7 separate regions of the Mus musculus genome follow, and all the other regions are linked to region 2. A link is a contact called in public Hi-C and promoter capture Hi-C data. All regions are on one chromosome and are shown on one strand. The core of a region is the stretch at or near the end of the contact, and the rest is flanking DNA. Distances in the headings are between cores, read along the strand shown.

Evidence for each region. Promoter capture Hi-C pulls out the DNA fragments that hold promoters and counts their contacts. A called contact is a pair of places that touch in the nucleus more often than the background predicts.
Region 1: a promoter capture Hi-C map of embryonic stem cells shows a contact between it and region 2, with 6 times the contacts expected there. The contact joins the enhancer-like site here to the promoter of Pdgfra in region 2. A contact is called at or near these places in 10 of 39 promoter capture datasets (the 3T3-L1 cell line, 3T3-L1-derived adipocytes, the C10 cell line and 5 more), 3 of 15 datasets of contacts at CTCF or cohesin (embryonic stem cells, large pre-B cells and pro-B cells), 4 of 484 Hi-C or Micro-C datasets (cardiomyocytes, cerebellum, embryonic stem cells and 1 more), 9 of 115 datasets of contacts at active chromatin or transcription factors (astrocytes, craniofacial prominence, embryonic forebrain and 5 more) and 4 of 9 other capture datasets (adipose tissue, liver, macrophages and 1 more).
Region 3: a promoter capture Hi-C map of hippocampal neurons shows a contact between it and region 2, with 11 times the contacts expected there. The contact joins the promoter of Dcun1d4 here to the promoter of Pdgfra in region 2. A contact is called at or near these places in 4 of 39 promoter capture datasets (3T3-L1-derived adipocytes, embryonic stem cells, hippocampal neurons and 1 more), 1 of 484 Hi-C or Micro-C datasets (embryonic stem cells) and 3 of 115 datasets of contacts at active chromatin or transcription factors (astrocytes, embryonic midbrain and forebrain).
Region 4: a promoter capture Hi-C map of hematopoietic stem and progenitor cells shows a contact between it and region 2, with 4 times the contacts expected there. The contact joins the promoter of Clock here to the promoter of Pdgfra in region 2. A contact is called at or near these places in 1 of 39 promoter capture datasets (hematopoietic stem and progenitor cells) and 1 of 9 other capture datasets (adipose tissue).
Region 5: a contact with region 2 is called in a Hi-C map of uterus. The contact joins the enhancer-like site here to the promoter of Pdgfra in region 2. A contact is called at or near these places in 12 of 39 promoter capture datasets (the 3T3-L1 cell line, 3T3-L1-derived adipocytes, the HPC-7 cell line and 8 more), 3 of 484 Hi-C or Micro-C datasets (embryonic fibroblasts, embryonic stem cells and uterus), 7 of 115 datasets of contacts at active chromatin or transcription factors (bone marrow-derived macrophages, craniofacial prominence, embryonic forebrain and 3 more) and 2 of 9 other capture datasets (adipose tissue and liver).
Region 6: a contact with region 2 is called in a promoter capture Hi-C map of embryonic stem cells, with 4 times the contacts expected there. The contact joins the enhancer-like site here to the promoter of Pdgfra in region 2. A contact is called at or near these places in 4 of 39 promoter capture datasets (embryonic stem cells, hippocampal neurons and liver), 1 of 484 Hi-C or Micro-C datasets (myocytes), 2 of 115 datasets of contacts at active chromatin or transcription factors (embryonic forebrain and pancreatic cancer cells) and 1 of 9 other capture datasets (pancreatic islet).
Region 7: a contact with region 2 is called in a promoter capture Hi-C map of liver, with 4 times the contacts expected there. The contact joins the promoter of Lrrc66 here to the promoter of Pdgfra in region 2. A contact is called at or near these places in 7 of 39 promoter capture datasets (the C10 cell line, embryonic stem cells, hippocampal neurons and 2 more), 1 of 15 datasets of contacts at CTCF or cohesin (pro-B cells), 13 of 484 Hi-C or Micro-C datasets (B cells, the N1E-115 cell line, cardiomyocytes and 7 more), 5 of 115 datasets of contacts at active chromatin or transcription factors (embryonic forebrain, embryonic stem cells and pancreatic cancer cells) and 1 of 9 other capture datasets (liver).

Annotation. Positions count from the first base shown.
Region 1 is chr5:73,944,420-73,947,983 of GRCm38.p6, reverse strand. No RefSeq gene overlaps it. Among named protein-coding and RNA genes, the nearest start is that of 1700019F05Rik, 33 kb to the right of the region's middle. Within about 2 kb of position 1,688, at least 22 of the 459 cell types and tissues checked have an H3K27ac peak or open chromatin away from gene starts, as enhancers often do. A contact at or near this core is called in embryonic stem cells, where this site is marked.
Region 2 is chr5:75,150,221-75,153,627 of GRCm38.p6, reverse strand. Pdgfra (platelet derived growth factor receptor, alpha polypeptide) reads right to left here and starts at 1,377. Exons shown (of 23, transcript NM_011058.3): 1 at 1,171-1,377.
Region 3 is chr5:73,489,541-73,492,826 of GRCm38.p6, reverse strand. Dcun1d4 (DCN1, defective in cullin neddylation 1, domain containing 4 (S. cerevisiae)) reads right to left here and starts at 1,801. Exons shown (of 11, transcript NM_178896.5): 1 at 1,636-1,801. The coding sequence starts at 1,660.
Region 4 is chr5:76,302,839-76,306,330 of GRCm38.p6, reverse strand. Clock (circadian locomotor output cycles kaput) reads left to right here and starts at 1,539. Exons shown (of 23, transcript NM_001289826.1): 1 at 1,539-1,676; 2 at 2,829-2,907. Gm7467 (predicted gene 7467) reads right to left here and starts at 1,455. Exons shown (of 1, transcript NR_152171.1): 1 at 804-1,455.
Region 5 is chr5:73,880,084-73,883,694 of GRCm38.p6, reverse strand. No RefSeq gene overlaps it. Among named protein-coding and RNA genes, the nearest start is that of 1700019F05Rik, 31 kb to the left of the region's middle. Within about 2 kb of position 1,399, at least 28 of the 459 cell types and tissues checked have an H3K27ac peak or open chromatin away from gene starts, as enhancers often do. A contact at or near this core is called in adipose tissue, craniofacial prominence and uterus, where this site is marked.
Region 6 is chr5:73,418,107-73,421,725 of GRCm38.p6, reverse strand. It overlaps Cwh43 (cell wall biogenesis 43 C-terminal homolog), which reads right to left. Exons shown (of 16, transcript NM_181323.2): 7 at 3,525-3,619; 8 at 147-272. Among named protein-coding and RNA genes, the nearest start is that of Cwh43, 14 kb to the right of the region's middle. Within about 2 kb of position 2,250, at least 16 of the 459 cell types and tissues checked have an H3K27ac peak or open chromatin away from gene starts, as enhancers often do. A contact at or near this core is called in embryonic stem cells, where this site is marked.
Region 7 is chr5:73,630,645-73,633,881 of GRCm38.p6, reverse strand. It overlaps Lrrc66 (leucine rich repeat containing 66), which reads left to right and starts at 1,461. Exons shown (of 5, transcript NM_153568.1): 1 at 1,461-1,491. Sgcb (sarcoglycan, beta (dystrophin-associated glycoprotein)) reads left to right here. Exons shown (of 6, transcript NM_011890.5): 6 at 1-1,133.

The DNA.
Region 1 (3,564 bases), core at 439-2,938, 1.2 Mb after region 2:
GTTCTCATGGTAGATGAGACGGAGTGGACCGAGTTCACAGTGCTTACGACTCATCAGAGCAGTCCATCACTTCTCGGAAAATATATCTGAGTGCTCTGGGTGGGTGACTTCCAAGACGGGTCCAAACGAGCCCTACTTCCTTGTAGTAACATTTCTGTATAATTCTCCTCTGTGGAAGGGTTGGTCAGGACATCAGAAGGACAATCATAGACTGTGAACCACAAAACAGTACATAAGCACAAGACACAGATCTTTGCTTCCTTAGGGCAATTGCTGTGAGGGGATGGTCTCATATCTGAGCAGTGCATGGTTCACTGGGGAGGTAAAAGAAAACTATTCTGTGGACCTGCTGGTGACGAGTCCCTGTCCTAAATCTATCTGGGGGGCACCCATCCAACAGGTTTCTCGTTATCATGTAGAAATTTTTTTTTGAGACAGGGTCTCACTATGCCACTAGCCCTGGCTGTCCTAGAACGTATGTAGACCAGGCTGGCCTCACACTTATAGAAACCCCTTGACTCTACTTTCTGAGTGTTGGGATCATAGGCATGTACTACCACCAGTCAGAAGTAACCTTTCTGATATCATCCAGAGGTGTAGGAGCCATGTGCCAGGAATCAAGATATGTATTTTCCATTTTATCAAAATTGCTTTATGGCTCTATTGTGAAAGAGGGAGCTAGGCCATCAGCATAGAACTATGCATTTGGGCCTGACATTTCCACAGTATCAGAATTCATCCAACACGAGACGATTCATGATCTATATCAGTTTCTCAGTCCTTACTTCACAGAACAGCCATGGCTTTGCTTGGTGTCATGGCATGGTCATCAAAAGTTCTCTAGTAAACTTCAAACTTAACTGTTAACATCTTAACGAACAACTGTCTCAACATTCAAGTCATGTGCCAGCCTTCAGATATTTATGGTAGGCCATAGAAAGTGGGGAAAGATTACAGAGCAACTAGGATTTGAAAATGCAACACATACCCATCATCGCAGCACAAGCAAGGCCAGAGGCAGGAGAATCAGTTCAAAGCCAGCCAGGGCTACACAGGGACATTGCAGGAAATATTGGAAAAAAAAAAAAAAACAAAAAACAAAATAAAACAAAAAACCAACCAAACAAAAAAACCCACGAACTGGCAGGTTCTCCTACTAGTGCAGGCAACCCTCTGCCCTGGCAGCCTGGCTAGACTGTTCACTGGCCGGCAATGGCTGACTTGTTATTTCATGAAGACTCTGACTCAGTGTTCCAAAACCTCTCTACTCAGCAGGTCGCTACCATACCAAACCCATGCTTCAAATCCCCTACAGCCTTTGTGGTCCACCTCAGGCAAACCCATGCTTTGCTGCCATACCTTTCTCTCTTGAACCCAGACGAGCCGCCTCGTGAAGGAAAACACAACACAAACTTAGTTCAAAAACGACGGAAACTCAATCGCTGGACACAACAACTAAAATGCTAAGCTTGTAAGCCTTATTAAATCTAAATCCTCCAGTGGCTACTCCTGGCAGATCCACCATTGAAACTTTTGAGACACTCGGAGCTACATCTTGTCCTCTGGTTACATCTTGTACTCATGGTATCCCCATCCAAAAAGGACCTAACTCTCTCCTGCTTCCTCTCTTCCCCTCTCCAACCAGGAAGTCCCGCCTACTCACCCAGTGATTGGCTCCTTTATTCATTAGGGGATTGGATCACAAGAAGTCACCTGAGCATGACTCACTCCTTGTCGGTAGCCCTTCCCAGGAGAGAGGAATTAGCATCAAAATACAAACAGCACAGAGCCAGCCATGACACAGGGGGAACATTGTTGGGGAAAAAAAAAAGTCAAGGATTCAGGAAATAACTCAGTGGCAGAGTACTTGCCTAGTATGGGCAAGGCCTTGGGTTTGATTTCCATCATTGGGAAAAATGAAACAATGTAAAGAGAGCCAAGGTGATTGGACTTTGGATCAATACAGTGATGCAGATCTGCCAGGGGAAAGTGCCCATACAGTGCCAAAAATATCAGTGGCAGGGACATTAAGATGATATAGACTAGGATTATCTGTCGAGGTGATAGGCCCAGTGTCTCACACAACCTCCGGTCTCCCTCTTTGTATGAATCTTAGGTGAAAGGTCACATGTTAGCTTGTGAGGTGGCTTGAATATGCTTGTCCCAGTGAGTGGAAATATTAGAAAGTGTGCCCTTGTTGGAGTAGGTGTGGCCTTGTTGGAGGAAGTGTTTTATTGTAGGGGTGAGACCATTCTTCTAACCACGTCTTCTCCTAGAGGCCTTCAGATGAAGACATAGAACTCTCAGTTCCTCCTGCACCATGCCTGCCTGGATGCTGTCATGCTTCCCCCTTGATGATAATGGACTGAACCTCTGAACCTGTAAGCCAATCCCCATTAAATGTTGTCCGTATAAGAGTTGCCTTGGTCATAGTGTCTGTTCACAGCAGTAAAACTCTAACTAGGACAGCTTGCCTGATGTATTTGGTCCTTCAAAGTTTGGGCATAGCATTTTGCACTGCCCGAGGTATAAGGTCCTGGGAGGGCTGCTTTGCACAGGAAATGTATAATTAAGACGATGTACCCCAAGAAGATTTCCTGGGCCTTGGGGACACATGTAAGGGATCTGAGGTTCTTTTGTCCTTTGGTGATTATCCATAAGTAACAAAACATCTTCCTGTGCCTTGGGTGGTGTTCTGTCTCCCCAGACTAAGATAAAATTGTAATAAGGCCACAGAGAGCCCATGTCACAATCTCTTTGTTCATTCAAGAAAAGGTTTCCTTGGCAACATCTGGCAGCATCCTTTTAAGATGTGTATGGATGTTTTGTTTACATGGATGTCTGTGAATCGCAAGTGTGCCTGATGCCTGTGGAGGCCAGAACAGAGTATCAGGTCCCATAGAACTGGAGTCATACATCATTGGGAGGCAAGCTTTGGATCCTGGGGATTGAAACAAGGTCTTCTGGAAGAGCAGGCTGTCTGTGCTCTTAACTATTGACCCCATCTCCCCCCAGCACACACAACATTCTTAAAGCTGAACATAGTAAGAAGGCAAGGGTTGCCTCAATCTTTTTCATTTGTTATTTATTTCATTCATCCCACAAATACATGTCAAAAAGTCACCATATACCAGGGCCTGTTATACAGTAGTGAGCAACACATTCCGTTCTCATAGAATGTGGTTTTCTGTGAAAGGAAATGGAAAACACACGGACAACATCACTTCAGGAGTGATGTAACACACTCGAGGAAACCAAATCTCTGATAAAAGTCATCCTCAAAACATCTCCTTTGTTTCCTGATGTCTCAGCCATACTATTACAATCTCTAGACTCCTAGAATTTGGCCTATAACCCTCTTTTCATGCCACAATGTTCATGTCTCTAACCTGCCATAAATGAGAACGTCTATACTTCTGTTTTGCCGTCAAAGTCTTAAATTACTGGTTCGTTGTTACAGAAGAGACACACACCCAAATTTAAATAGACAATGATGTTCCCAGGCAATGAAGTGGGTCGAGGGTCAGGCACCAGGCTGAAGTGATCTGACAAATAGCCTATCGT
Region 2 (3,407 bases), core at 128-2,627:
TGCCTCTTTGCTGCCTGCGGCCAGGACTAAGCAAGAGCCAGGCCCCCCCAACCCCCGGCCGTGCAGAAAAGACTCCACTGGAGACGCAAGTGAGCCGAGTGGGGGTGGGGACTACGGAGCACAATGAGGGCCCCTCGGAGTGCAGTTTGAAATTCCTCAAATCCCAGTTGCTGGAATGCGAGGCCAGGACGACTTCTTCACTCGAGGCCAAATGTGTTTGTCATTATTCCAGATCGCTCGTCCGCGCCGCCGCTGCCGCCGCTGCCTCCGTCGCTGGAGTGAGAGGCGCACGATCCCAGCGCACTGCGGATTCCGCCCGAGGCTTCTAGCACCCAAGTAATTCGCTCCAATCTCTCCGGAACCCTTGGAGCTGCGCCCCTCGCCCGCGCGCCCCTCTCACGGTGCTGCAGCCGCCACCGCCGCGCTCAAGTCTGGCCCCAGATGTTTCCAACAGCAGCGCCGTCCAGTAATTACGAGGGCTCGACTGGCGCCGAGTGTGCCCGGCCGGCATCCGAGGTCCGACCTCCTCCAGCCGAGCCCTTCACACCTCCCTTTTTTCTTAGCGCTTTCCCGCGCCCCACTCGGCGCCCCTTTCCCCTCCACACACACACTTCTCCTGGTGCGCCCCCTCCCCAAGCTTCGCGCCGCACCACCCGCTACAGCGTAGTCCCGCCAAACCGCGGGCGACGAATGAAAATACTCATTAAAAACCTGTCCTCTTCCGTGACCCACTGCCAAGAGGCCAAGCGCCGCGGCTTCCACCCCCCCAATGTTACTTGGTGTTCGTCCCAGTAAGCACGAACGCCACCCCCACCCTGGAGGAAAACCTCAAAAATGTAAGCCTAACAATTTCTTTGGAAGGCTATAGGATTGTGTAGGGAAAAAAAAAAAAACATTGCTTTTAAAAATAGGTCTGGATTTTTTTTCATTTTCTTTTTCTTTTTCTTTTTTTTTTTTTATCTTTGACTCTCTAATGGTTACCCCCCCACACCCCCCATTCCAGTGAAGTTTATTCAGAATAAGTTACTTTCTGGACACACCACTGAACTCAGCTGTTTTGTTTTTGTTTTCCTCGTTGCCCAAAATTTGAAGTTACTTAGCTTCTTGCAGCCCCAAGTTATGATCAGGGACCTTCTTGAGAAACAAAAGTCACTTTTTCCTCTCCCTTACCTTCTCCTTCTATGTCAATTTGCAAAGAAAATCCGATACCCGGAGTGAAAAGTAAGCCCCAAGCTTCCAGTCCTTCCCCGCAGCTCCTCCGTTTGTTTCTCTCCCTCAAGCTCCAACAGTAATGGGCTCAAAACCCGCATTTTGTAATTGATTCAATGTTATAGTCCGTCCTCCAAAAACTAATCATTTGCTTAAAGTAAATAGCTGTCAGGAAATGAAGTCCCCCCCCCCCTTGGTCTCTTCAAAATAAAAGTTTCCCTAGGACTCCTTGCTCTCTGACTCTCTCAGGCTCAAGACCTCTTCTTTGCTTTTTGCTCTTATGCAATCAGGGGGGCCAGTCCCAACCCCCAGACTTCAACAACAACGAGGAGGGGGGAGCAAACCAGATGGGGTGGGGTGGGGGGCCGAAGGGGGAGGTGTTGACGTTCTGCCGGGAAAGAGGTTTCAGGAAACTACAAACAGCCATCATTTCCAAAATGAGTTGACTTCCCAATTTGGGGGTGGGGGTGCTATTGTTTTGTATTCTCTTCGAAAAGAAAATACACGTAAAATTGCTGCTCATTTCTAAAACGAATATAAATCTAGAATTCAAATTATCCTTTCTATAGACAGTCTGGGCCTCGCTAGAAATATGGCCCTGGGGAGAAATTCTAACGCGGCTGCGTCGTTTTGAACTGGGGGTCTTAAGGGAAAGTGCCGTGTAGTTGCTAATCCTTTAATGGGATTAGGAAACTGTGGAGTCTAATAGGAAGATGATGGGTTTTTGAAAGGCTGGATTGTGAGGCGGTGTGCAAATAACGGTTGCTCGGCGTACCTTTGGGATGTTCTCCGGAAGAAGGAAAGAACGACCTTTATCCCTTCGGAGCCACTTATCTGGTCCTGCCTTTGTTTTCGGGGGTTATCTGGTCCTCGCTTCTTCTATCTTCATATGAAAACGCTCAGGCTAGGCGTGACTACCAAATGCCTGCCCTCTGCATCTTGATGGCAGAAGGATTTTTATCCTCCTAAATTCCACCCTTCCGAGTGGGTCGCACGCGACGTACCCTAGGAAAGCTTTCAGGACGTTTGAGCCACAAACCAGGGAACCCAAGACACCCAGCGAGAGACAGTTGGGACACGGCGATCCTGCTGGCGAGGGAAAGGGGGCGCTGACACTCCAGGAACCAAACCTGGGCGAAGCGGGACTTCCCGGAGCGGGTGGGGGAAGGGAGGGCCTTCGACTTGCGCTCTATTTTTGAATGCTTTTGGTGTGTGTGTGTGGGGGGGGGGGTGTGAGAAGTCCTCTATCTCCACCACCACCACCACCACCACCACCACCACCACCACCACCACCACCACCTCCATCTCACACATCAAAATTAAAATGGACAAGGTGACCAGGTTGATAACAAAACGTCGAATAACCATCGGTTATTTCACCACTATAGTGGACCTGAGGCTCTGGCGTAAATCACAGAGGTTTCCCCGAAATGCCGAGTGCTGTCCCTAAATGGGACAGGACCGACCGTGGGGATATCAGGCTCGGGAAGAGGATGCCTGGAGCTGGGCTGAGAGCCCCAATTCTCCTCCGCCCTTCTGCACGCCCGCCTCTGGTGTATCTTCAGCTCGGGTGACTGCCCTGCTCACTATTACTTCCACATGTTCCTTCAGGAAACCGTTGAAGGCGAAATGTATGAACAGCCCCTTGTTCGGAATGCTAGCAGGATACCGTAATGTTTGTAGATAATGAACAGGATGGTAAGGTCTGCGAACAGGCTTGCACACACACACACACACACACACACACACACACGGAGCGAGGGGTTGGGGGGGCTTTCATCTGTTGTTAAAAGCAAGTCAAGATTTAGGTTTTTGTAGCAGGTACCCAAGGAGGGGGTGAGTTTGGGGCTGAGCGTCTGCAGAGGAGAGCCTGCTTTGCAAGGAACACCCTACCAGCTCTAATCCCACTACCTGCCTCAAGCAGGGCCCCTGCGTTCTCCTCCCACAAATGGTAACTTCACAGTTCATTTCAGAGCCGTTTTAAAGGAGTCCGAAAAGCGGGCCGGCTCGGGTATCCTGAGACAGTAATTCCTCGGGAGTTTAAAGGGGAGAAAAGGATGAGTATCGAGCACCCAGTTGCTCTTCTGGTAGTAATTACCTGCCTAATTTAAATGATGCCTTTGTTATGATCATTAACAAACATTTGCTAAAGGTTTCCATGTGTGACATTCCCTAAGGTTTAAAGGCCTGGAGAGCTG
Region 3 (3,286 bases), core at 552-3,051, 1.7 Mb after region 2:
GTTCCATGGTAAACGTTGCTTTAAAACGAACGTGTGCAGGATGATTTGAGACTAAGCTTTCGCTCCCCAAGGCAGATGCAGGGGTAAATTATCTTGGAGAAAGGCCAGGGCTTGGCCTGGGCTTTCCCTCTGCGGTGGACACTGTCCCAAGGAACCCAGGCATCTCCCGGGAGAGAATGCATTGAGTCTCCGCGGCATAAAGCACGAGTTAGTCAAGCAAGGAGGGTCCAAGGGGCGCGCTGAATTCTGGGACTCGTTTCCACAGTTACCCACGTGCACCCAATCCAACCGCGGCCCAGGGCGGCTGGGACTACAAGACCCAGAATTCCACGAGACTGCCTTTCCCTTTACACCGGCTCGGGGAGCCAGACCCTAAAGGAAACCCCTAAAGCACCCTCCCGGTGCTTCGGGCGGAGGTAGCTTCTCGCACGCGCGTTGCTATGCCTCCAAAGCGGCCCTCCGTACAAGGTAACAGGTCTTGACGCATCAGCCTCTACACCTGATGGCCAGAAATTAGAGAACTGCGTCACACACTGCCAAACCTACGGACCGCCGGGGACCCCGACAACCTCTTACGCCAATTCCTCCACCCCGCTTCCAGGACCCCTGCGGGTCGAGTCAGCTCGCAGACAGCGGCCTCCCGGTCCTGTAACCCCAGCCCGCGCTGACCTCGCTCCCCGTTGCTCGCCGAACGCGGAGGCTACTGCCAGCCTCGGGACACCTCCCGGGTACCCGGCCCCGCCCCCTCTCCTCAGTGCACCCCGAGGCTCAATGGTGGTCCCCTCCTAGGCTGGAACCGGGCCTCTCCAGGGAGGAGGCGCCTCCCCCAATGGACAGTCCAACGCTCCCCACCCCGCCCCAAGAGCACCGTACCCGAAGATGACAGCCCTCCCAGTCCCCGCTTCTCCCCACCTACTCTTCCTCCTAACTCACTCCGCACACCCTCCCCGACCCCTGTCCCAGCCCCCAAACTGCACAGCAGTCCTATCCGCCATCCACTCCTCCGGGGACCGCCTGTCCCAACACCTGCCCCCCAAGCCCTCTCCCCACTCCCGACCGCCGTCCCGCACACCGGACTCCACAACTCTCCCATCCCACCGCGGCGTCTCCCACTCCATGGCCCCCGTTACATCACCCCCCATCCCCTCACCGGCCCGGCCGCTGCCCCAGCTCCCCACCCATTGTTCCCGCCCCCGCCCCCAGCCCTCCTTCCCATTGTCCCCGCCCCCTCTCCCCTCGCACTCCCCCGCCTTCCCCGGTAGACCGTACGGCTCGGGCCCCGCAAGCCTCACCCTGTACTCGGACCGCAGGCCCTCTCCCTGCCCGCTCGTACCACCCCCGACCCCAGCTGCCAGCGCCCGCCGCCGTCTCCACCTCCGTGCACCACCGACTCTCGGCCCCCGGCCTTCCAGAATGTCCCCCCTCCCCCAACCGCGGAAAGCCAGCCAGTCCCCACCCCCTCCCCGCCGCCCCTGCCCCCGCCCCAGCCGCCCGCAGCGTCACGGCCCTCGGACTCCAGGAGGGGTTCAACCCGCTCCCGGGCCAGGGACTCCAGCGCGATCGGAACCGGAGAAGTGGAGAAGGGAGCGCAGGAGCGGACGCGGTGTGCGGGCCCGCTGGCTCTGTGCTACTCACTGACAGCTGCAGCATCCGAGTGCATTTTCGGGCAGCTCACACCCGCCTGCCGCCCGGGCTCCCGCGCTCCACTCGCGGTCCCCCTACCGACTCCCCAAACCTTAGCTCGCAACAGAGGACCGCCGGCTTCTTCTCCGGCCCGCCCATCCCGCCCTTCTCATTGGCTAGACCCCAGCCGGGGGACCGCCCCTCTTCGGCTCTCATTTGACCGAAGAAGTGCTGGTTGCGCCGCCTGCAGCTGGCAAGGAGGCCCCGCCCCCTAGACTGCAACGTGATTGGCCCCGGCGTCTCGCCTCCGACCGCCCCTGGTGGAGGCCACTGTTCGGAGCCGCAGGTTGGACCCAACGGCTGTCAGTCATTCAGGGGTCCGAAAGCGCGTGGAGGGGCGAGACTGGGGAATTGGTCCACCTTGACCCTGAAGCCCCGCCCTGTGGCGGGCGGATCCTGGAGCGGGAGACCAACCGAGAGCCCAGCCGAGAACCTGGGTTAAGCATCCGAAACAAAGCAGCCTGAGGGACCTAGAGCCAAGCTCCAGCCCACAGGGACTGGTGTTCCCTGGGAGGCCATCGGCCAGATCCCGCTACTGCCCGCGCCCGGGTCCCGCCGGTTCTCCTCAATCGTTTCCCATTGCGGAAAATTAGAAGAAGAAAAATATCTCCGCTTTCCTCCCCTTTATGCCACAACCTTTCTGTCCTCAACTTTGGAAATGCGCCTCTTTTTCAGAGTCAATTATTCAGAGTCATGCGTTACTTGCGCCAAAGGTTTCGAATGCTTCAGGCATTGAACGTCAGACACCTCTGCGGTCCCCAGACAGCGAGAGAAAAACCTAGTGCCACATTAGGCTCTGGGGTCAGCCTGACACCAAGATAAGCCAGGTCCCCTGACTATAAAAGTCTAAGAAACATAAGTCGAACCTGGCCAAACCGCTGTTTAGCAGAGGGAAGCGTTAATGGGGTTGTGATTGTTAAGTGTCCTAAATACTGCTTTTGTTGTTTCTTGGAGTTTTTCAGTACTTGAAAACCAGTTCTCCACAATCACAGGTAATGCAATAACGCTGAGATGTGCGAGGGTGGGCGCCCCGCCCCCACCGCAAACACACACTCCATGTCCAAACCTCGCTTGCCCCAACCACAGCCTGGACAGCCTGTAGATTCCGCCACACGCACTGGATGATATGACCAAAGATAACAAAGGGGTCCTGCGTTAGGATTCTGAATTCTACAGCCCAGGCTCTTGAGTTGTAGAGTTCTGAAATCCGGACAAATGTTACAAGCGCAAAACAGCTTACAGTCCTTGTTATCTACATCACTGTGTTTGTTACTGTGATATGTTCCATCTCATCGCCCTCTATTTCTCTGTAATTAAATTGAATCCCAATAACGCAATCTTTCATATTTGTCATTCAAATGCATATGATTCACTTCATCAAATTGCAAAATATCAGAATTGCATCTGAAGACAAGAACTCTTCATAGAGCATTCTTTTGGGTCTCCTTAACAGGACAGAGTCTTAGCCAAGTCTCATAAACAAAGGAAGGTACTTGTAGGCTCCTGGGTTGGGAGCTTCTATATTTTTTTAAGTGCTTATTCTGGGCAAAGTCTTTTTGTGTTCATTATTCTGTTCCTGATTTCAGCCTAATATAGTAAGAAC
Region 4 (3,492 bases), core at 290-2,789, 1.2 Mb before region 2:
TGTGTATACACACACTAGAGGAACTATAATAGAAAAAGAGAATGAATAAAGCCAAAACATTTGACCCAGGGAAAGCATTCAAATTCATTTGGCTGCAACCTATTTACCAGCCTCAGTACCCTTACCTCCTGCCCCTTTTTTACTACCAGTGATCAAGACACTAACTTGTAGATGGCAGAAAAGCTCTTATTGGTTTTAAGCAATAAAACAAACACATTCACGAGTTTATTGATTACTTTAACTGAACTTTCCAAAGGAATCTAGCCCACATCGATTTCAGCGCTCATGCATCTAGGCTATATCACCATGTTTTAATCTGTTTTCTGGTTTTTCCCTTCGTGGTGCCTGCTCTTTCATTAGTCACACAAGAAAAGATTATTTTCTTTCAGTATCAGGTTCACTGGGAAACAATCTTCTTGGCAGTAATTGCCAGCCTGAGACAGAGAACCCAAGGTTTCCTCCTCCACAGTGTCCTGCCTGGACCACAAGGACAGAGTGGAGAATGGGTGGGTTCAAAGGACGTGAACCTAAGCGAGCAGCAGATGGATTAGGACAGCAGAAACTGTGCCTTTCGATGGCGAAACGGTACAAAGACTGCCAAGGAAAGATTCTCCTGGCAGGGTTCTGGCTACGTAGCCAGGAATTTGAGGATTCTCCTCCTAGTTCACATTGCTGGGGGGGGGGGGGGGGGATCGCAGCTAATTCCTAGTTTTGAAGTTGGTTTTTTTTTTTTTTCTTTCCTGAATATACACCAAGAACTTAATTCTTATTGAGACAAACATTACCTTGTAGACAGGATTTTTGGAGCTAAAGAGTATAGGTTTATTTATTGCCTTCTGTTTGCTGTACGAGTTGATTTTTAAAAGAAATTGCTATGAATTAGCTTCTTTCCCAGTAATTCGGGTGCAGTAGCTAAGAAACCAGTGTAAACTAGGGTCCTGGTTCATCCGTAGCGCCATGCTCATCTTTTGCAGTGCCTCCTGCCTTTTCATAAAAGGAGCAAACACATCCCGACCTTTTGCTTCCCTGGCTACAGCCGAGGTCACTTGGGTCGTCCAGGTCCATCTCGGGGAGCAGCCAGCCTAGCGTGTCTCTAGGAGCCGGGAAACCGAGTCCCAGGCATCCCACGAACCTCCAGGAGAGGAAACCGAGCACTGGGCTGGAGAAGTCTAACTTGGCGTAGGCCAAGCTCTCTGCTTTCCCGGGGACAGAGGCACCATTCCAGGCGGCGGCTCCCACTGGTTGGGAGCGCCGCATCCCGGGGAACCGCGAGCCGCCCAGGGCGCTGCGGGCGGCCGCACCCTCCGCTAGGCCCCGCCTCCCGGCCTGCGAAGGGAAGGGGGCCTCGGGGCATCCCGGCTTCCCTCGGCGGCCGTGGAACGAGCTCACGCCGGCCTGCAAGAGTGGGATTTCCTCGGGTGCCCGGGATCCCCAGGCGCGGCTTCGGGGCTGCCTAACGGGGAAAGTCGCATGCGCGCCCGGCGCGCTGAGGGAAGGCGGCCGCGAGGGGAGGGGCGAGTGCAGAGCCTGGCCGGCCGCGGAGCCCCGCGCCCACGACGCATGCGCCGGGAGGCAGCGCAATCACGGACTCGGCTGGCGGCTACCGGCTGGAGAGAGGAAACCCCGGACGGCGAGAGCGCGAAGGAAATCTGGCCGCCGCCGCGCACGCGCTCCCGGTGAGTGCGCCCCACCGGGTGGGCCTCGGCCCGGCGCGCGGCGGGCGGCTGGCCTGGGTGGCGCATGCGTGCTCCCGGGTTCCGTGGAGGAGGGGAAGGCCGGGAGGGGGAGGAGCGCGGCGGTAGCGGTGAATTTTGAGGGGTGGGTCGGGGGCGCGCACTCGCCGCCCCTGGTGCTGCCGGCTCCCGGAGCCGTGGCGTGTCCCGGCTGTCGCCGCTCGGCTGTCGCGAGCCGCCGCGGGCAGAGTCCCGGGCGGGGGAGGGAGGAAGCCGGAGCCTCAGGCACGGTGAGGACGCGGGAGGGCGCGGGGGGCAGTGTGTGGGACCGGGGCAGGGAACAGGGCGCGGGGCGCCAAGGGGGTGCGGGCCAGGCCGGGAGGCAGGAGCTGCGGCCGGGGTCCGGGGACGCGGAGAGCGCGGAGCTCTGGAGAGTCGCGCTCAGCCGGGCCTGCGCCAAGTGTCCCGGGGCCGCTGGGGGTTACCTGCAGGGCAGGGGGGCGCGGTGGGTCCCGCGGGCCCCGGGGGTTCCGGGGCCGCGTCGCGCTTGAGACTGGGCGCGGGGTTAGCGCGGGGCAGGCCGAGTCGGCCGCCGAGAGCGCTCGCGCCCGGGACCCGCTAGGCCTTGTGACCCACTTTATTCCTGTCACCACTCGGGCACGTTTGGAGCGGCGCCCAATGGGGCGCTGGGGCGGCCAGCTCCTCCGCGGAGCCCCCGCCCTCGCGGCGGCCGGCGCGCGCCGGGATCCGCAGTCCGAGCGGCGGCCGCCGCCGCCCAGGGCTGGTTCCGTTAATGGTCCTGGTTCCGGGGCTCGGGCCGCGGGCTGCTCTGGGCCCCGGGTGTCCGACTCGAGTCGCGTGCGCCGCGCCGGGCCGCGCTCTGCCTGTGGGGCTGGCCGTCCTGGATGTGGTCCTGGCTGTCCCGGTACCGGGAGTAGCGCCACGAAGTTTGTATCTTTGTGGGGTGTTTTCTGCCGCTGTGGAAGTCCGAGGTAGTCAGCAGAATCCTGAAAGATGAAGGAAGAGCTTTGGCCTCTGACCTGACAGATGACAGATCAGGCCGTGGTGTTTTGATATTGCAATGCCGAACCACACACTGCATGAAGCCTTTCTAGATGCTTTAAAAACAACAGACTCTGGTGTTTTCTATTGCAGTGAAAGAAAAGCACAAGAAGAAACTTTTACAGGCGTTGTTGATTGGACTAGGGCAACGATTCCCAAAATCACCAGCAAGGTAATTTCCCTTGATTGCATTGTTGTAGTTTTAAAAGCGACTAGAGAAAATTACAGACCATCCCCATTCATATCTGATTGAAAAAAAATGAATAGGCTGTAACTTAATTCGTGACTGTCTCTGAGTCCCACAGAACACTTGAAATCTGGTTTGTTTTAAAATCTTAGGAGAAAGAAACATGTGCCTAGGTTAGCTTGAAGAACTGGCAGGATCACCTGTGAAAAAAAGGACACAAAAAATTGTCATATAGTGAAAGAAAGCTGAATTGTGTCCTGTTGTATGTGTAACTATATATAATCTATATGTCCATATTTGTGCGTGTGTGTGTGTGTGTGTGTGTATATATATATATGTGTGTGTGTGTGTGTGTGTGTGTACACATATAGACTACATATAGCCTGTGTTGCTCGTCAATATGAGGAAGTCCTAGAATAAATACTAGAAAACCAATAGTTATGGGAAAGGGTGGAAAATGAAATGCTTTATGTGCTTATAGTCTTATTCTTTTAATGTTTTATGGATTTATAAACAGGTTTTATAGGGAATTTTGATCATTCTCTATTTTTTTCTCTTAATATTTGAAAA
Region 5 (3,611 bases), core at 150-2,649, 1.3 Mb after region 2:
GTCTCCTGTTAGTATCCCATTGCTCAGTATCATTGTAAAAGCTCTGGAACTGAGAATTGTCTTAGGCAGGGTTCTATTGCTCTGAAGAGACACTGTGACCACCGCAACTCTTATGAAGGAGAACATTTAATTAATTGGGGCTGACTTACAGCTCGAGAGGTTTAGTCCATTGTCATCATGGTGGGGGGCATTGGTGGCACACAGGAGAGTGGCTAAGAGTTCTCCATCCAGATTTGCATGCAGCAGGAAGAGAAGACACTGGGCCTGGCTTGAGTCTTTGAAACTCAAAGCCCACCCCAAGTGACACACTTCCTCCATCTAGGCCATATATCCTAATAGTGCCACTCTCTGGTGACCAGCATCAAATCTAGGAGCCTAAAGGGGACATTTCTACTCAAACCACTACAGTAACCTTATAAAGAGATACATCTACTTAGTTCACAATTCTAGAATTTCAAGGGCCCAGATCTCAGGATTGTCACCTTGCTGGCAGAGTCCTAAGGAAGCCCAGGGCAGAGCATGCCCAACACAAGGGAGTGCATATCTATTACTGTCTGTCTCTTCTGGTCTCACCTCCCCTCTATAGAAAGGCACCAGTAATGCTGATGTTCTATTCTCTTCCCAAAGAACCCTTCCCAACAGGTAGCTGGAATAAGTCACCGCCCTTGTAATTATTAGGCAATATCTATAATGGAGAAATGTCAACACACCAAGCCTTGATGGGCACATGCAAACCATATCCACACCACAACATCCCCCCTTTCCATTTTATCTCTCTAGAACATTCCTTTTTCCCATTGAGGTCTTCATAGTTTTATTGTGAACACTTAATATGCTATTCAAGATTTCTCTGTAAGTTCAGTTTTTGATAGTTTGTAGTTATGGATTTATGATTTATTTAATCAGTCTCTTATGAGATATTTTATTCATTTCTATTCACTCTTTATAATGATCAACACTACATTGAAAACGCTAATAAACAACCCCACAGTCAAGCCTGTATATGAAATATACAATCAGAAAAAGACACTTTGTATCTCTTTCCTACTTCCTACTGTTGCAACAAACTAAACAAACAGGGATCAAGTAAAGCATAAGGAAAACAAGGACATTCTAGAATGTCACTTTAAACAGGGAGCTTCAATTGTTGTAAATTAAAACAAAACAAAACAAAACAGAACCACCTCATTTGGGGTGTGGTGGTAAGCTAAGCACCTTTCCAGTAGTCAGACCTGAAATGATTTAACAGCCCGGGCAACAGGGCAAGACCTTATCGATAAGACAGATACTCCTTCAGGTCATCTAACCTTGCTGGCTTCTCTGAGTCAGAGCAGGAAGAATTAGAACAGCACCAGGATGACATGTGTTTGTCCTTTCGTAGACCAAGAGAGACAGTCACTGCCAAAACCTCACGAATGCTGCAACTTGGAAGGCGTCCAGCTTCCTTTGGAACCCCAGTAGTCCCCAGACTGCAGGTCAGCAGCCTGACAAAGTGGAGCCTCTGGTCTCAACTCTGTGTACCAGCAGGGGTCAGGTGACCTGGAGCTGCTTTGGAGAAGTAAATTATTTTTGTTTGGTGGGAAGCAAGAGTGTAGGGGTGAGGAGATATTGCCCTAAATATGATATGATCCAGCTGTCCAAACATGGGTGACTCAGCTCGGCCTCTCACCCGGCTGCACATCCAGATGTTTGCCCTCACACAGCCATGATGATCTGTCCTTCTATTGAGTGCAACTTGTACTAATTGTGTTTGTCAAAGACTTACATTTGGTTTTAATTAGGGGCCATCTAGTTTGATTCAGTCAGTCCCACCCCTGAGTTTTAGTACTGGACACAGCCCACATTATTAAGAAACTTTAAGTCCCAACTGACCTATGTCTTGCTATTATGAGCACTGAGGTTTCTATTCCATCTCAGTTCAAATAAAAGAAACTTTAAGACTACAGTAATTATTTGAATTGGTTACCAGTATCTATCTGTTAGAATTCAAATAACTCTTTAACATCTATACATCCTCCAACTACTGAATTCTCAGGATGGCAATGGGTTCTTAATATTTATTTATCTTTGTTCTCAGAAGTCTCCGACAATTACATTTCATGGTTAGACCGGCTTTCAAATTCTGACCAGATGTGTGGTCTTGCCTGGGTCACCAATAATGTCTCTGAATTTAATTTCCTCATTTGAAATTTAGAGGATTAGAAGATGTTATTGTGAAGATTAAATATCGTAGACTATTTAAAAATACTCACCAGCATATTTGCTGGGTAGCATATATGCAAATATACAGGAGTTCTTTCTGTTCTCTCTTTACAAAGTCTTTGGTAGAGTCTGATTTAGGAATCTCATGTCTGGTCTGACCTCTAGGAGAGTGAGTTAGCTTTTCAACAGCTTCAGTGTCCTGCATTTTTTAGGTTATCCTTTTTTCCCTCCTGAGAGACAAAGCAAGAACAGCGCAGGAAACCCAGGTAAGCAGAGAGGAAGCAAGAACTGTTCTCTGTGAGTCACTTTCTACAGCATTGCCCCATCATCTGAGTTAATGCTCTGACAACCCAAAGCAATCTGAATTTCTCAAGGCCATCAGCAAGACGTGCCAGGAGAGCAGAGTCGCAGAAAGTCAAGTACACAGGCCAGCTAACTGCCTGATATGCTCTGCTGTGAACTCAGTGTGTTTCTCCAGAATTCATGGCCTGAAGCTGTGATTCCAGTATATGAAGGTTAGCTTCCTAAGGAAGTCATACTCAGGACATAAGGACAACCTATTCATCATTAAAAGTAAATAGCCTGTCTGATTAATTACAGTTATTCTCCCAGACCTTTCAAAACTGTGACCCATTCTTGGAGAGAAGACAAAATGAAGTTTCTTCATCTATAAAGTTGAAGCCAAGTCAAAGAAAGATGGAGACACCCAAGCAAGATGTCCTCCCAGTCTAGGTACATCTGCAAGCAGCTTATTCTCTTCTATCCCCATCTCCTTCAGTGCCTACACATGCCCCGCCTTCCCTTTAGTTTCCTCCTCACAGTTAAATGCTCTGCTCCATTCAGGTTTGCTGCCTCACGTGCTCCTTAATCACCCAACACCCATCCCTTACTTCAGCTCCTGATGTTTTAGTATATATAGACTGAGACAAATTTAAGACTGCATTAGGAAGAGGCAATAAATATCTAGGGCACAGATCCGAGGAACATGGGTAGGGCTGGTTTTCCAATGCAAGAGTGCCTCAGCATTCTGAGTGATGACCCCACAGCAGAGGGACCTTCCCCAGTTGGTTTCCTGGACCTTCTTTGAGCCAGGCAGAAGCCATGCCTGGTCTTTACATAGTTCCCTATAGTTTCTACTTACTGTGGTAATCATAGTCTACGTCTGAGAGCCCCTTCACACAAATCCATGAACAAAGTGGCTTAAAAAGACCCAGTGCACACTTAATGATCACATACATAGGCCAGCTAACTGCTTGATATGCTCTGCTGCGAGCTCAATGCGTTTCTCCAGAATTCATGACCTGAAGCCATAATTCCAGTGTATGAAGGTTAGCTTCCTAATGAAGTAATTAAAACTTAAGTGAGAACCGCAAAGGCACAACCCTGATCCAACTATTAGAAAACACTCA
Region 6 (3,619 bases), core at 1,001-3,500, 1.7 Mb after region 2:
AAAAGGAAGAAAGGAGGAAAGAAGGGAAGAAGGGAGGGAAGGAGGGAGGGAGGGAGGGAGGGAGGGAGGGAGGGAGGGAGGGAGGGAGGGAGGGAGGAAATATATATACACCAAACTTTCTTAAAAGGGAGTAAAACTATACTTACTGAGTTTCATGTATTTTTCACTGCATCTCAAAAGCGTTTTAGGACTGTTTTTTGTTTGAAGAAGAAAGTCAAGGTTTTTCTTAGGTCCAAACAGCATACTCAATCCAATAATTACCATTATGGTCCCTGTTGAGAGGGGGGGGGGGTGGGGAACATGGCTCAGTGGTAAGGTATTTCCTTAGCATGCATGAGGCCCTAGGTTCAATCATCAGTATCCTAAAAATTAATTATTTAAAAAGTGGGGAGATTGGGGTTGAAAAGACCCAGTGGCTAAGGCCACTTAGTGCTTTTGCAGAGGATAATATTGAGAAATGTAGCTGGTACTCAGCTGCAAGACATGCTCAGTGGTCTACAGTGGCAGGGATGTCACAGGAGTAACCAACCACTTCTTTTTTTTTCTTCCGGTTAGAAACACTCACAAACATGAAACCTATGTCTGATACTGAGGCCAAGAACGTGAAACTAGACAGGTCACAGGCCCTAGGAGAAAACCTACTTCTATTATTCCGCCAAATGGTCATAGCAATAAGATAATTTCTAGTGACATACTGCTCTATCCATACATAGATCAGTGCCTCACTCAACCCTCATCACAGAAGCTTCTTCTTAGATGTTAATTAACAGAAGATGTTAATTAACACAGAGAACCACAACTGGACAATGTACAGAAAATGAGACTTTATAGTGCTTAGCCCTAAAAGGGATGTCCTATACCACACTCGTCTCCCCTCAAGGCTCAGGAGCTATGCAGAAGAGGGGATAGAAATATTGTAACAGGCTGACTCCAAGGAAAAAGTCCCTTCCCAGACTCGATAGGAGTGACACAGAGACTGTGACAGCATGCACAAGACCTTCACAGGTTCAAAGCAGATGAAATGCCAGCACAGGGACAGGGAAGTAGTCACAAAGTCCCACCACTAATCAAGAAGCCACTTGCCGCATGTCTGCAGGGAGAGGGTAAATCAGATTTTCTCAATGGAATGACACTGGGTATTATCAACCACACTCCAAGGCAGGCCACATGCTTAGGAGTGGTTGGCTAACATAAATCTGACTCCATGCCTTTTTGAGCACTTTTTGTTTGTCTTTTTTTATTATTATGTTTGTTTCCATATAGAGAAAAAAAAAAGTGGAGTTGGGTAGGTGGTGGAGAGGAGAAGGAAGCTTTCAGAGGAGCTGGGGAAAGGGAAAGAATATAACCAACATATGTTGTATGAAATTCTCAAAGAACAAGTAAAGACATTTTGTAGAAACCTACTCAAAATTACCAACTTTCCCTGCCCTGTAACCATGCCTCTTCCACTAAAGAAGGTCCTCATTTGCACGAAACTGAAATAAAGCCCAATTCCCCAATTCTAGGCGTAGTGAGAATGAGCTAGCCTAGCTCATCATTCACAGAGCTCCAACGCAACAAAGGCAAGCACAGCACAGCTCTTACTTACTCCTGTCAGCACCCTGAGCAAGCTGGAATAAGAAAAAAGCAGGACTCGGGAGAGAGCAGAGCCCGACAGAGTAGACCCACCTGAAAGAAACCACAGAATTACAAAGTTTGTAAAGCTAGGCACCTGCTGCAGAGAAAATGTGAGAAACTGGGCATAAAGTTCCACCCCTTACCGAAGCTGATTCTAACTGATATCTACTGGGAGCAGGAGAAATCAATTTTCCTCAATAGAGTGACGCTCTGTATCAGCCACACTCGGGGTAGGTCGCATGTCCAGGCCAATACAAATCGGACCCCATGTTTTTTAACGGTTGGTTGGTTGGTTTTAATAAAGAGAAATAACGTGAAGTTGAGTGGGTAGGGAGGTGGAGAAGGATCTAGGAGGAATTGGGGTGTGGCTGGCTATACGCTCCTCTAAGAGCTGCAGCCGAGAATGGAAATAGGGAATTCTCAAAGGCTTATCCTCAAAGATCCTGTCTCACTTAGCGGGGAATCTTCCAGAGCAGCCTGTCCTGGCAGAGGTCTAGATTGGTTATGATGAGATGCAGTGACTGGGAGATCTGTAGTGGGAGCCACGCCTCTCCCGTCGTGTACGCATGCCCTGGAAATGTCCTAAGGGTTCGTTTACTGTTTTACCTATGAATGGTCCCTCCCCACATCCCAGCAAAGTTCCGGGTAGGGAGGAACTCCCTGCTTTTCAGCTCCAGCACCTGGTACTGTGCCAGGAGCATAGTGCGTGCACAGTGAATGATTTTATGAGAATAAATGGACGAGTATAAAACTGGAAGTGTGGACAAGCCAGAACTGCTGATAGGGATCAGCACGAAGTCTCCCCTCTCTCTAAGGTTCTACTGCTGAAGGACTTGCTGTTCTTTACTTCCATATCAAAGAGGTGGGCAGTTCTAATGGCTCACATCTATACGCCCAGCACTTTGGATGCCAAAGCAGGAGAATCTGCATAAGTTCAAGGGCAGCCTGATCAACAGAGTGAACTCCAGGCCAGCCTAGGCTACAAAGTAAGACTCTGTCACAAAAGGAAGAAAGACAGGGAGGTATTGACAGGGTTGATTTTCTAAATACCTGCTATAAATCAGTAATTTTCTTTTTTTTTCAGAAAAAAATCACTTTTAACACATTAATTATTATAACATTTATTATGTAATAATTAAACAATATAATAAATTATATTTACTATATAATAAATATGTAATTATATATAAAATAAATAAAATATGTAACAAATTATATATTTATATAAAGGAAATTAAAATAAAATAGGAATCATACCTAGTTAAATGAATCATTTAACATATTAATTTTAGTAATTAATTATAATTAAATAACATATTAATTAATGTGAAATAAGTTTATGAACATTGAATTTTGGTGAGTTTCTAACACTAATGTTTATACACAAGCTTTACTATGGTTTAGACATTTTTTTTCTCAACTAGTTCATTTTATTTGCTTGTTTATTTGAGGCACAGTCTTACTGTGTAGCCCTAGCCATGCTGGAACTCAACATAAAAACTGAGCCAGACTAGAACTCACAGAGATCCACCTGCCTCTGCCTCCAAAAGGATGGGATTAAATGCTTGCACTATTCAGTTTAACAGCAAGGCAAGTAAATATTGTTGAAGTGTACTTAATTGGAGCAGCACCCCAGTTTTGACATCCTTCTGAGCTTTCTTTACCTAAAGTCTATCTAACCAAGAACATGGAATGTCCTTGTCCTTGTACCTCTTTCCAGCCATCACAGGAGACACTGGGTCCTGGCCAGTGTTAGAGAACTCGGGTCCTGGCCAGTGTTAGAGAACTTGGGTCTTGGCCAGTGTTAGAGAACTCGGGTCTTGGCCAGTGTTAGAGAACCTGGGTCTTGGCCAGTGTTAGAGAACCTGGGTCAGTTTCTTTAACTGGACCTGTTAGTGTGTACTCACCCAAAAGCACATCAGATCTTTCTCTAGCGTAGACACCTCCGGGAACAAACTTAAACGCTGTGCACCAGGCACAGAAAAATGTTTGTAAAACATAA
Region 7 (3,237 bases), core at 212-2,711, 1.5 Mb after region 2:
TGAAAAAATGAAATACCTTATAGACTGTGAACTCAGGCTAAGGTGAGAGTTGACTGGAGACCAGACACTAAGTGCAGATTTTAGATGTAAAGAAAGAGAGCAATTTATACCTCTGGATATATTCAAGTATTGTTTAATAACTAAATAATGCTCAGAAAAATCACGCTTGGAATTCTCATGTCCATGCTCAGTGTATTTTTAAATTGTACATTTGTTTCATGTTCTATTTAAATTTGTTTTGAGAATTTCTTTAAATAAATATTTTTACTAAATCCACAGAACCCTATATTACAAAGTATTATTTACTGAATACAATTCATGAGAAAAAAGTGTATTTTTACGTCTGTGGGAAACACTTGTGTTTTGATACATCTCCATTGAGCACTTTGAAGTTTGAGCATATCCTGCTGCTCTGTAAAGCGCGTGGTTACTAGGTATGCTATTTTAGACTGCATTTTGGGTAGACCCTCTGACACACTGACCTGAAAGCAGAGAAGCGGAGCTTGGTGCACAGTGAAGCGGCACTGTTAAATCTGGCCACCAGGGGGCGTATGCCTTCTCATGTGTTCATTTCTTCGGTTTTGAACATAGCACACTGAGAGGACTTACTGCAGCGCTGGGGAAGGTAGGTGCAGGAAGGACCCAGGGAGGAAAGCAAACACACATTTAACAGACAGTATTCGAGAGGTGAATATCAATGCAAAGAGATAGAAATAAAAAGAAGACCCCTTCCAGACTGTCCAGTGAGAGGTTGGGGGGTGGGGGATACACAACACAAAGCAGGAGCTACCTGCCGACTCGGCAACCTTTTAAAATATTCTTCGGTGGCAATCTTCTTGCACTGTGACAGAAGCAAAATAAACTTTGTGTGATAGTTTTGGTGATGAAAGGTAGAATTTCTACCTGTTTTTGATGAGTGGTTTGTGTTTTCTTGTTTGTTTGTTTTTTGCTTTTTTAAAGGAGTTAAAAACTTGTTTTTAACTTGATGAAGAGGAGACCACTAAAGTGCTGCTCATGGTAATCTTTTGAACGACATCAAGAGGGGCAAAGTTTACAAGTTATGCCACACAAAAATATACCTATGTATTTCAGATTGATGACCTCTGTTTACAATAAAGCTCTGTGAACTTGGCGGTCAGTTTCTTCGTGACTTTATTAATGAGCATCTACATTAGCACAAACACACAGATTCTAAATATGGCTGGAGACTGGAGCATCAAGACCTGCTTATGCGACCTCTCTGCAGGCAGAGGTAGAGAGCCGCCCAATCTCAGTTTAGATTCTCACCTTCTGGGCCTTAGAAGAAGGCTTCTCTCCGAGTGGCCGAGGAAAGGGTGTGGACTCAGTAAGGGAGGAGCCCAGAGATGAAAGGGTTGGGCTGGCTGCAGAGCTGGGTAAGGTGGGCGGAGTCTCAAGGGCACAGATTTAAAATCCTCCCCTGGCTGGATCAGCTGGAGACAGACCAGTTAGAAACTACCTAAGGACCCTCAGGTAGGCCCCCGGAGCAGCGTCCTGCCCTTCCTGGGCCTCATTTCCGGAAGGGCTTCTATCCACTGTTTCCCCTTTCTTTTTCCAATTTCTTAGAGAAGAATTCATCTTTTCTCTACTTCCGTTTTTCCTGTTACCTTCTCGGTCTCACTCCGACTACACGTTCTCCAGTTATTTCTACTTCCTCACACTTCAACCCAAACGAGTCTCAAAAGTCAATTTCTACTTAATTACCTGTACTTTCCTCTGGAGTTCTCCCGTTTGTGGGGTTTGGTGGTGGTGGTGGTGGTGGTGGGTGGTTTGGGCTTTTGGGTTTTTGTTTTGTTTGTTTGTTTTCTGGGTTTTGTTTTGTTTTGTTTGTTTTTTGTTTTTGGTTTTTGGTTTTTTGGTTTTTACCTCACATAGACATTTGTATGTAATATAATGCTTCTTTTCATCTCAGACATAAAATTATACTAATCTGCCTGTTTTTAGTGCAAATCTATTCACGTATCAATCTCTTCACCTCGAAAAAGGCCAGACTATAAAAACCTTTCATTTATATTCCATTTTAAAAATGTATGTTTGAACCCCATTTTTTTCTTCAGAGTTGAAAGAATGTGCATAAGTATGATCGCTGTAATTTTTTTGCTACTATTACATTAGCTTGACGTCCAGTTGTATGCACAATGATTGCAGCGTTGGCATCAAAATAAATCTCTCTCTGACCAAGAAAATGAATTCAGCTTTTGGTATTGCGTAAGGGGCATACTATAATTTACTCCTTGCCGTAGGTAGGGCACCTTTGCAGTTTATGTACCTAAATTTAGATGCCCTCTGAGAGATGGGAGAGTTGACCTTGCATGAAACAAAAGTTTAGAAGTTGCAGTGAGAATGTCCTTCATTCTGTGCATTCATTCATGCAGAAAGCATAGCCAGTGACAGGCTCCAGAGCCTTAACTCTAGGAGGCACACGGGGGGGGGGGTGGGGGGGGGGCTACTTGCTCTCCTTTCCCTTTTGTGCTAACAATGTGTGATGGCATTGACATTCTGTCAAGCTGAGTGGAATTGAATGCATTCACTCAGTAGTTACTGAAAATATCGGGAAAGCAAAGGCGAAGAAAGCATTGGCTACTGTGAGAAAGGCAGGCTCAGACCCTACAAATTGAGATGAGACTTGACGGATGTGCACTCTTCAGACCGTAGAGGGGAGTGGCATTGACCGTGGGTTAGAGGCAGACGCAAAACTCATTTTACTGTGAGGTAGACACATGCATCCCTAGCCCAGGCCACGGCTTGCCGTTGCCCTGCAAGGGCCTCATCAAGGTAGCTGTGGTATAGAAAGTTCTGAATGCCTACCTTGGGAATTTGGACTATAGGCAATTAAAGAAACACTTAAAATTTTCGAAGGAGAAAAAAATGCATATGGAAAATAATATTGGGGGTAGAATGATCCCTGGAATTACCTATGATGCAGAGGAGAGTGGGCAGGAGGGCAGGAAGCTCAGCAGAGCTATTCTAGTATTTCAGACGTGACAGTGAGACCAGGCAGGAATGGGTGATTTGTGGCTGAGAAAAATTGTTTGTATTCTGGTTTTGTCTTTGCAGGGTTTAGCGCAGAGCAAATCTCACAAATCCATTTCCCCCACCTCTTGCAGGTGCTTTCTTGCATGCATACTGCCTTTGTAGCGTGGGCACACTGCTTTCAAAACCTACAGTTGCTTCCCAAGAGTGGGGTGGGGGTGGGGGAGTAAAGACTCACCATTTATT